Linked DNA regions of Gossypium hirsutum: region 1 is linked to region 2. The links are chromatin contacts, called in public Hi-C maps. All regions are on one chromosome and are shown on one strand. Each heading gives the region's core, a stretch centred on a gene start, on an enhancer-like site or on the middle of the called end of the contact. The rest is flanking DNA. Distances are from core to core; before and after follow the strand shown. Region 1 holds the start of LOC107949941 (probable protein phosphatase 2C 23). Region 2 holds the start of LOC107950159 (triosephosphate isomerase, cytosolic).

Region 1 (4,063 bases), core at 1,250-3,749, 130 kb before region 2:
CTATTCAATCTACTTGCAGAATATCATCTGGTTCTTCTTTTTGGAAAAGCCATATTCTTTTGGACTGACAGCTTTAACTTGACCAATTTGTAAACAATAGTTCTTAGTACCACATCCTCTCTTTTTTATTTACTGATGTGTACCATTTTATAACCATGATTATAACTATAATATACTAATGTTCCACATGTGATTGCTGTTCTCTAAAATGATGCTCCAAAGAATCAACTTTAAACTAGGCCATTTCTGGACAATATTCCTTAAAAAAAGGCAAACCTTTATGCCCAAAAGTTTACCAAACGTGTTCATTTTCTCAAAACACAAAGGAACCGAAATCCAATCTGATGTAGTTTGATCATAAAAGTTAGACAACAGAGAGTTACCTGCTTGAGGAAACCAGCCCCGAAAGCTCGAGTGACCTTCAAAGAACCTTTAACTCGGTCGTTCATCAATGCATACGCATCGTCCGGATGTTCATCAATTATTCTTTGAACTTCCTGAGATAAATCAAAATCCATCATTAATGATAAAGAGAGGGGAAAAAAAGGGTATCTAAATCATTTGTTTTTGTGCTGAAATTTTTACCTCTTCAACACTGGTGCTATGATCCACACTAAGCTGAAATGCAGTTAAATCAGGGATTACATTAGATCTATCGCCATCAAAACCTTCAAGATCATGCAATGTTTCTTCATTGATCCTCTCCAAATCTTGTCTAGCTTTGCCTAACCAATAATCAGGCTCAGTTTTTTGAGCCAAAACTGCCCTACTATCCCCAACATTCATCACATAAACATCCTCACCTTTCATCAACATAACAAGCACACAAGACCCCATCAAAGCCAGCTCTGGGTTCTCCATCAGCATCTTATCTGCTATATCCAAATAAGCCTCCTCTGTTTTCATCAAAGCCTGAGACAAAGCTTTCAATACGTCCCCGTGGTTTATCACCATCGGTCTTGATCCGCCCGACTTGTTTCGACTAAGCTGTTCCTTTAACTTCCTATCAAGTTCTAATCTTTCCCTGTCCCATTCACACTTCCACCTCCTTTGATTCTCTTCCCACCTATTCATCGCTGCGCCTTTGTACTTTTTTGACTTCAAGTTCTTTCCTTTCTTTGATTTCGAGATTGAATTCGAATCAAAATTGGCATCTTCTTGCTCTAAACATCGGGAACAAGCATCATATGAACAACCCTTAGCTGATTCTAGTTCATTGCTCTGTTTTTCATCTTCAGGGGAAGTTGCAGGGGCTTGTTCGAACCCATCATCCCACAATAAACCCTTGAGTTCTTTATGAACATTGGAGTAAAGATTTGATAACAAATAATCAGGAGCATCAGGGCCGTTGAATCCATCATAAATCCCAACGAAAACCCATTCATGTTCCTCCGAAACAACGACGTGTACCCGATCCTCGCCGGCTTTCCCCTGTGCCCATTGAAGATTTTGACTTTCCATTGACTCCTCGTCGTCTAAGCTACCTTCGCTGCTCAGATTCAAGCTGCTGACGGTTAAATTCTCGTTGTGATGGGGAATCGGGTTCTTTTCGGACCCGATTATCCATTCGGGTTCTTTAATTGAAACGACACCCTTAATCGGAGCAACGATAGAGTTTTGGCCGCGAGAAACGGTTTTCGAGATTGCTCTTTGGAGGATCCGAATTAAAGACCCTTTTCTCGATCTGGGTTTAAAAGCAAAAGCGCCATGGGAAAAGCTTCTTTGAAACTGATCGGAGAAGCCTTTTTCGAGTGGACCCGAAAATAACCCACGACTGTAATTGTTATTAACATTATCGAGGGGACCCGACATGAACCCTCTCTCGATCGGACCCGACATAAACCCTCTTTCCAAGGGACCCGAACCTGGAACGAGGCTACCGGACATCGGACCGGAAGAATTTATCAAGCTCTTAGGGATCGGCTGCAGCGGGATCGAGGAAAACGATGTGGTGCTCTCGAAAGCAGCCGCCCTGTCGAAGCAGCCGTTGCTGTAGCTGACGTACGGGTCCACCAGCGCCGTCGAGAGCGGCGTGTACGTGTTGGCGCTGACGGAGGAGCCGGAGATCGTACGGAAAGTCGTGGTGGATTCCTCGGAATGGACCTTGGACGAAGAGAGTCGGGTCGGGTCGGGTCTGACGTAGCAAAAGGAGTGGCCAAGGCCTTCGTCGAGGGGATCCGATAGTAACATGGAGATTTCCTTCCGACCTCGAGCTTCTTCCCCTCCGCCATATCCGCCGCCGCCGGTGAAACACACGCTTAACTTGCCGAAACCGTTACCCATAACCCCCCAAAAGAATTAAAAATAAAAATTCGATATATTTGTGTTCCCTTTTTCTCTCTTTTATTTTGCTCTTAAACTTTCAGGGGGAAAAGAGAAAGAAGATAAGAAGAGGAAGGTGAAGAAGAAAGGCGTTGACTTTTGGTAAGGGAAAGAGAGAAGCTTTTCAAATTGAAGGAAAAAAATACACTTTCTTTTGGGTTCCATTTTATTAGTGTTTTTATGCTTTTATTGTTTATTTTAACTTTATTAATGTTTTGGGTGAAGTGAGTGGTGGGGGCGTTGACTAAGAAGGGGTTTATATTTTTAGTTGAGTTTCACAAATTTTGAAATATATATGCTCAAAATATGCTGTTAGTCCCTGTACTTTGACATGATTTAACTTTTACGCCTTGTACTTACAAGTTAAAATTTTAACTCTCTTTTCTGATTTAAAAATTACAATCCACTCATTAACATTGTTTGTATTTCGTCAAATTTTGCATTTAATTGACAAATTTTAACAAAACTTACAAGCAACCATAATTATTGGGCTATAATTTTTAAATTGAAAAAACAAGAGAATTGATTTTTTAACTTTTAAAGTACAATTACAAAATTTCAATTTTTGGATAAGTACAGGGACTAATAGCATGTTTTAACCCTTTAATATAAAATAAAATTTTTTAATGCTTTTGCTTTCTATACTATTCTCACATTTAGAATTTAGTTCTACTTTTAATTTTAAAGTTTTAATCTTCTCAAAAAAATTTCATTAAATTGGATTTGTGATGTTTTTAAAAGAAAACTGCCCATCTGACTATTTTAAGTTGTGTGAAAACCATATATATATATATAATTTGACATTAATCTATTTTTTAACACACTACTTAAAAATCTTACAATCCCAATCCAAAATTAGAAACCTTTCGATCCCAAATCCAATATTTGGCATTCTATTTGTGTAATATTAGTTATGAGTTTCAAACGTAATAAATGAAACTATATAATTCAGGGGAAAAATTAACAAATACTCGTCGTAAATGGTAAAGGATAAGCTCGATCAACATAATAAAGGCTCTAGCCTCAGCATAAATAGAACACCATAACACATTAACAATTGGTAATTTTGTCACAACTCAAGTACGACATATTTACAGTAATTGCAAGCAGTTAATACGATAAAGAAATTAGTCCTAAATAGTCCAAAGTCGTGAGCAAAAATTGACAAAAGAGTCAACTATTTACCAAACTAGAGAGGACGACAATAAAATTATCCATAAAATCACTTGTAAAACTAATGTTACATGCATAAGTAAGGCTAAAGAACTTGCTACAAGAGCAAACAAAAACTTCTAAAACTAAAAACTTATTAAACAATAGAAAAACAAACAAAAATATATATAAAACTTAAAACAACACAAGTTCAAATCAACTCGTGAAATCATTTGTTATCCTTAAATATTCTCAAAACATAAACAAATTGAGAAGCTGACGAAAAGGCACCCACTTTCCAATAAAAATTACTGGTCGCCAGTGGAGTTTTAACTAACGACAGACACTGTCATCTGTTCATCACAATTTGTGAAGATAACAAAGATACCCACAAAATAGATCTGTAAGCTGAAAAGAGATAAAACATGTAAAGTGAATGAGAAGAAGGAAGAAAGAAAGAGTTGGTGGGAGGGAGAAAAAGACGTGCGATAACCAACTCAAAGGCAGACACCACCACTAGGCAAAACAATAGAGAAACATACCGCTTAGGAAACAAAATTAAATGAGAGTGGAATTTTTAAAATGCTAC
Region 2 (4,709 bases), core at 1,753-4,252:
CCACTTAAATGATAGATTATAATCCTAAAATAAGATTATATATCCAATGAAAGTCCACCCCCCAAAAACAGTCTAACATGAGGATCCTTGCTTCATACCAACAAAAAACAGAGTCAAATTTGGCTTATTACACACTCAAAACCCTGATATCCTCCTCTTCTATGGAAACACCACAAACTATAAAACTAAAGTTTCCTACAAGGTTGTTTATGTTCAACTTCAATTCTTTTTCACAGTGGCCGACTTGATGATATCCACGAACTCAGGCTGATTGAGAAAAAGTCAAGTTAAGAATAGTTGTGCACAATCTGAAGAAAAGGCATCAAATAAATGAATACCAGTGGCAGAAGCAAAGACAGACAGTTACTAACCTTCAGAGAAGCTCCACCAACCAAAAAGCCATCCACATCTGGCTGTCCAGCCAATTCCTCGCAGTTTGCTCCATTTACAGAACCTACATTTAATTTGCATTGGATGCAAAATCAGATTCAATCCGGTTTAGCCAAAAAAAAAAAAAAGGTTTAACCCGAGAATTGAAAGGTCATGGAGAACCAAGCAAAGGTTTCTAACTTTTTTAGAATGATACTATGAAATAGCAAAATCCAACAGGAATGGTGAAATACTATTTAGAAGATAGGATCGATGCAAGTAGGGTTATTTTTATTTTATTTTATTTTATAGTTATAACACATTTACATGCTAACACAGGCTATGCTATATTTCCTTAAAACCACCTGAATAAGATCAATAGTTTAGGCAATAAAGATAAATACCTCCATATATAATTCTAACTGATGCAGCAATGTCAGCACCAACATTTTGATTAAGCCATTTCCTCAATTCACAATGGACCTGGAAAAAACAATCACATGTTTCTATGAAAAATAAAAGAGTGTATGGTTTCTCTATAGGAACAAATTAAAAAGCAATGGTTTAGATGCAAAGAAAAGTAGGATAGATTGTGCTAAACCGTTATATAACAGCGCTTGGCATTTATGGAAGGACCAAACTATTAAAACAAGTGAAAAGCAAAAGTGAAGGACCCTTTTAAATGATATATGCATAAAAACTCAAACTTACTTCCTGAGCCTGAGCAGGAGTTGCAACTTTCCCAGTACCAATGGCCCACACAGGTTCATAAGCCAAAACAACATTATCCCAATTTGTTACTTTATCTGCAAACGAGCAATAGAGGTTTAAAAAGATATATCTAGAAAGAAGAAATAAAAGAAGTCTAATGCAACGTATATAGTTAAATAAATACCTATAGAGACCACAATCATAAACTTCAACCAGGCAAGCTATTAGACTACGGCTATAACATATATCTGAAAAACAAATAATTGCTTTGATCTTTATATTCTAAAAGCAAGTACCAGCAATTGCTTTGGTCTGTGCAGCAACGACAGCCATGGTAGAGCCTGATTCTCGCTGTTCAAGAGTCTCTCCAATGCAAGCAATCACTTTCAAGCCTTGAGAAAGCGCATACGCTACTTTATCTCCAACAAACTGCAAAGACAAGCATTTAAAGTTCACAAAGGGGAATGAAATATAGCAAAGAGTAAAAAAAAAAAAAACTATCTGATTCTTTGGGTGACTGAAAACCAAGACTGGAAATCCGTTAAGTAGATTACAAAATAACAGGAACCTAATCGTATTACTTACCTCATTGGACTCATTCAAGAGAGCCCTTCTCTCCGAGTGACCAATAATAACCCAAGGAATGCCTAGATTAACAAGCATCTCCGCACTGCTTGAAGAGAACATGAAGTTAACTGCTGATACGATGCAAAAATCTAGAAAGCCTTCTAAACAACAATATTACATATAGCCTGCCATAGAAATGATCTATAAAGCGGATAACAGACAAAATGCATACCTAACTTCTCCGGTAAAAGCACCACCCTTGCGAACCCAGCAGTTCTGAGCGGCAACATGAAAATCGGACCGCAACAGACTTTTGACAAGGGTAAGGAACACAAATGGAGGGCTCACAACAACCTCTGCCACAACATAAATCTTAACTTTATAAACATTCGAAGTTAATTTAAAAGTTTCAATAGTTATCAAAATTGAAGTAAATTTTAGACCCAAAAAGAGGAAAAAAAAAGAACACTAACCCACAACATCATGAGAAGGAACTTCAGCTTCATTCAATGTTGTAACAATCTTCTTAACCTCCTCAGTTGTCCCATTCTGCAACAAACCCACTTCCCTTTATTTACATATGCAGTAATGAAAATAGAACTACGGATCAGATCTCAAAAACCTAAGGGAGCTATTTAAATTACCAATCAACTAAGCTTTGGTACAAAGATCAAATGAGTCGCGACAACGTTTTTCAATATCGAATATTAATGCAAAACATGGATTCAGTGGATGTTAAAGAGAGTATGAGATCAAATTTTGAATTAAAAAGAAAAAAAAGAAATTTATTGAGAAACAGAAGAAGAAACATACACATTTCCAGTTGCCGCCGACAAAGAATTTCCGAGCCATGAAGTTTTGTGTTTGGGGGTTGATTTTTTTTTTGGGATTATTTGCGATGAAAACGAGGATTAATTAACTGCTCTTGGGCTACTCGCAACGTTTACCCTTTTTGCAGTTTAGTCGTTACCATTTAATTAACCTATTTCGGCCCAAATTAACTAAACCCGGTTTGCTAACCTTAAACCTAAGTTATTTCATATTTCTCCATTTTTCTCAGGTAGAATTTAGGGGTGTTCATTCGGTTAACTGACCGGTTAACCGACCCAAAATAACATTAACCGAATTAACTGACCTTTCAAAATTTTTAACCGTTAACCGAACCGAAATTTTTTCAAAAAAATTAACCGAACTAAAATTTTTTCGGTTAATTCGGTCGGTTAACCGAATTAATCGAAAATTATATATTTTTTATTTTTGGTTAAAAATTAACCGAATTAACCGGATTATCCGAATTAACTGAATTAACCGAATTAAATCACTACATAATTAAATTATTTTTAGACTTTTAGACTTTAGATTTAGTTTTAGAATTTTATTTTTATTTATTAAATTATTTGTAATTTTTATGATTGAATTGAGTTGAATACTTGAGTTTGGATTAAGTTTAGGTGAATAGTGGGCCTATTTATATATTATAATTTTATTTATTAATTTTTTCGGTTAAATCGAAAAAATTCGATTAACCAACCGGTTTCTAACCGAATTAACCGTTAACCGAAAAATTAAAAAATAATTAACCTACCCTCCGCCGAAATTTGCACACCCCTGGTAGAACCCTTAAACCTCCCAGGAACACCATGATCCGAATCGCCAAAAACCCCAAACCTCTAAGAATTGTGACTCACCAACTCCTCCAACGTTGCACCGTCAGTGGAACCGCCAAAGGCAAATCCAAGCTCAAAGCTGGCCAACCTTTAAAACGCTCCAAAATCTCCACTAAAAAAGGTAAAGGCGGCGCTCCTCTCGACGATTCCCTCCCCAAAGGCGGCTGAATCCCTGACGAGAAGCAAAAACTCTACGAACAATGCCTCAATGCACCCACGCCGGCCCGTCACCTCTCACCGAAAGAGCGAGCCCGCGAAGCCGAACGGGAAAAATTGGGATTAATAAGCAAGGAGCGGCAACGGGAAATGGAGATTTTGAAGAAGGGAGGAAGAAAAGCAATGGGAGTCCCTGACGAGCCTATGGTTATGGGAACTCCGGGGCTGGATTTGGTTACATTGGGCCTTGTCGATGCTGATAAGATACCCAAATATGAGCTGACGGTGGAGGATGGCCAAAGATTGGCCAAGGAGTATAGTCGGGTTTTGATGAGGAAGCATAGGGCAAGGCAGGCTGCTGAGACTAATTTGTTGAGAATGAAAAACGAGGCAATTGAAGCGTTGCCGGGGAAACTTAGGGAGGCGGCTATGATACCAGATTTGACCCCATTTCCGGCAAATCGATTGATGGCGTCTTTGAATCCACCTATTGAAGGGTATATTGAGAAGGTTAAGGAAGCGGCTAAGAAAAGTTCCACCAAGCAGAAGCTTAGGTGAAGGAGAGGTGGAAGGTATTTGAACCTTTTTCTTAATTGGGTTATTGATAAATGGTGTAATGCTGTTTTTTTCTTATTAAAAATTCAACTTGAAGTGAATGTATATTGAACTCTTCTTTTCTTTTGGGGGGTAGGGAATTAGAACTTAAAATCCAAATATGAGTGAGTGAGTGAGTGAGTGAGTGAGTGAGTGAGTTTTGATGGTTTGATTATATCAGTTATGCAACACTTTTAATCTTACTCAAACTCATAACGTGCTTTTTTGGTGGCACTATCATTCACTAATCTCTGGACTTGAAATTGATTCATTGAAGGTAGAACTATAGGATAGAATTCATATGCCTTTCACGACGACTACATAGTTTTGTTTAAAACATAGGTTTCGACTGTGTTGGATACTCAATTACAACAATATTTGTGATCAAGTTTTGTTATAAATAAATTGTTTATTGCTGTGGCTGAGTTCCAATTGGTCACGTTTGCCATTTGGTATGTTTAAGTTTTTGTTGTATTGGCATCTTCTTGTTCAATCTGACTTCCAATTTGTGATATATTCTAATGTCACATACATATAAAATTAAATCAATTGGTTGTATTCTTAATTTATTTTTTCAAAAATTTTAGAGGTATTTCCAATAATTACAACACACCTAACATAACTTTTTCCCCTCATCTGAACTCA

The links. A called contact is a pair of places that touch in the nucleus more often than the background predicts.
Region 1: a Hi-C map of leaf shows a contact between it and region 2, with 2.4 times the contacts expected there. The contact joins the promoter of LOC107949941 here to the promoter of LOC107950159 in region 2. A contact is called at or near these places in 3 of 34 Hi-C or Micro-C datasets (all in leaf).

The regions. Positions count from the first base shown.
Region 1 is chrD03:47,127,089-47,131,151 of Gossypium_hirsutum_v2.1, reverse strand. It overlaps LOC107949941 (probable protein phosphatase 2C 23), which reads right to left and starts at 2,499. Exons shown (of 4, transcript XM_016884697.2): 1 at 586-2,499; 2 at 384-497. The coding sequence starts at 2,283.
Region 2 is chrD03:46,997,212-47,001,920 of Gossypium_hirsutum_v2.1, reverse strand. It overlaps LOC107950159 (triosephosphate isomerase, cytosolic), which reads right to left and starts at 3,002. Exons shown (of 9, transcript XM_016884940.2): 1 at 2,461-3,002; 2 at 2,121-2,196; 3 at 1,880-2,003; 4 at 1,666-1,750; 5 at 1,377-1,509; 6 at 1,081-1,175; 7 at 774-852; 8 at 372-454; 9 at 74-267. The coding sequence starts at 2,499. The coding sequence ends at 220. It also overlaps the pseudogene LOC107950158.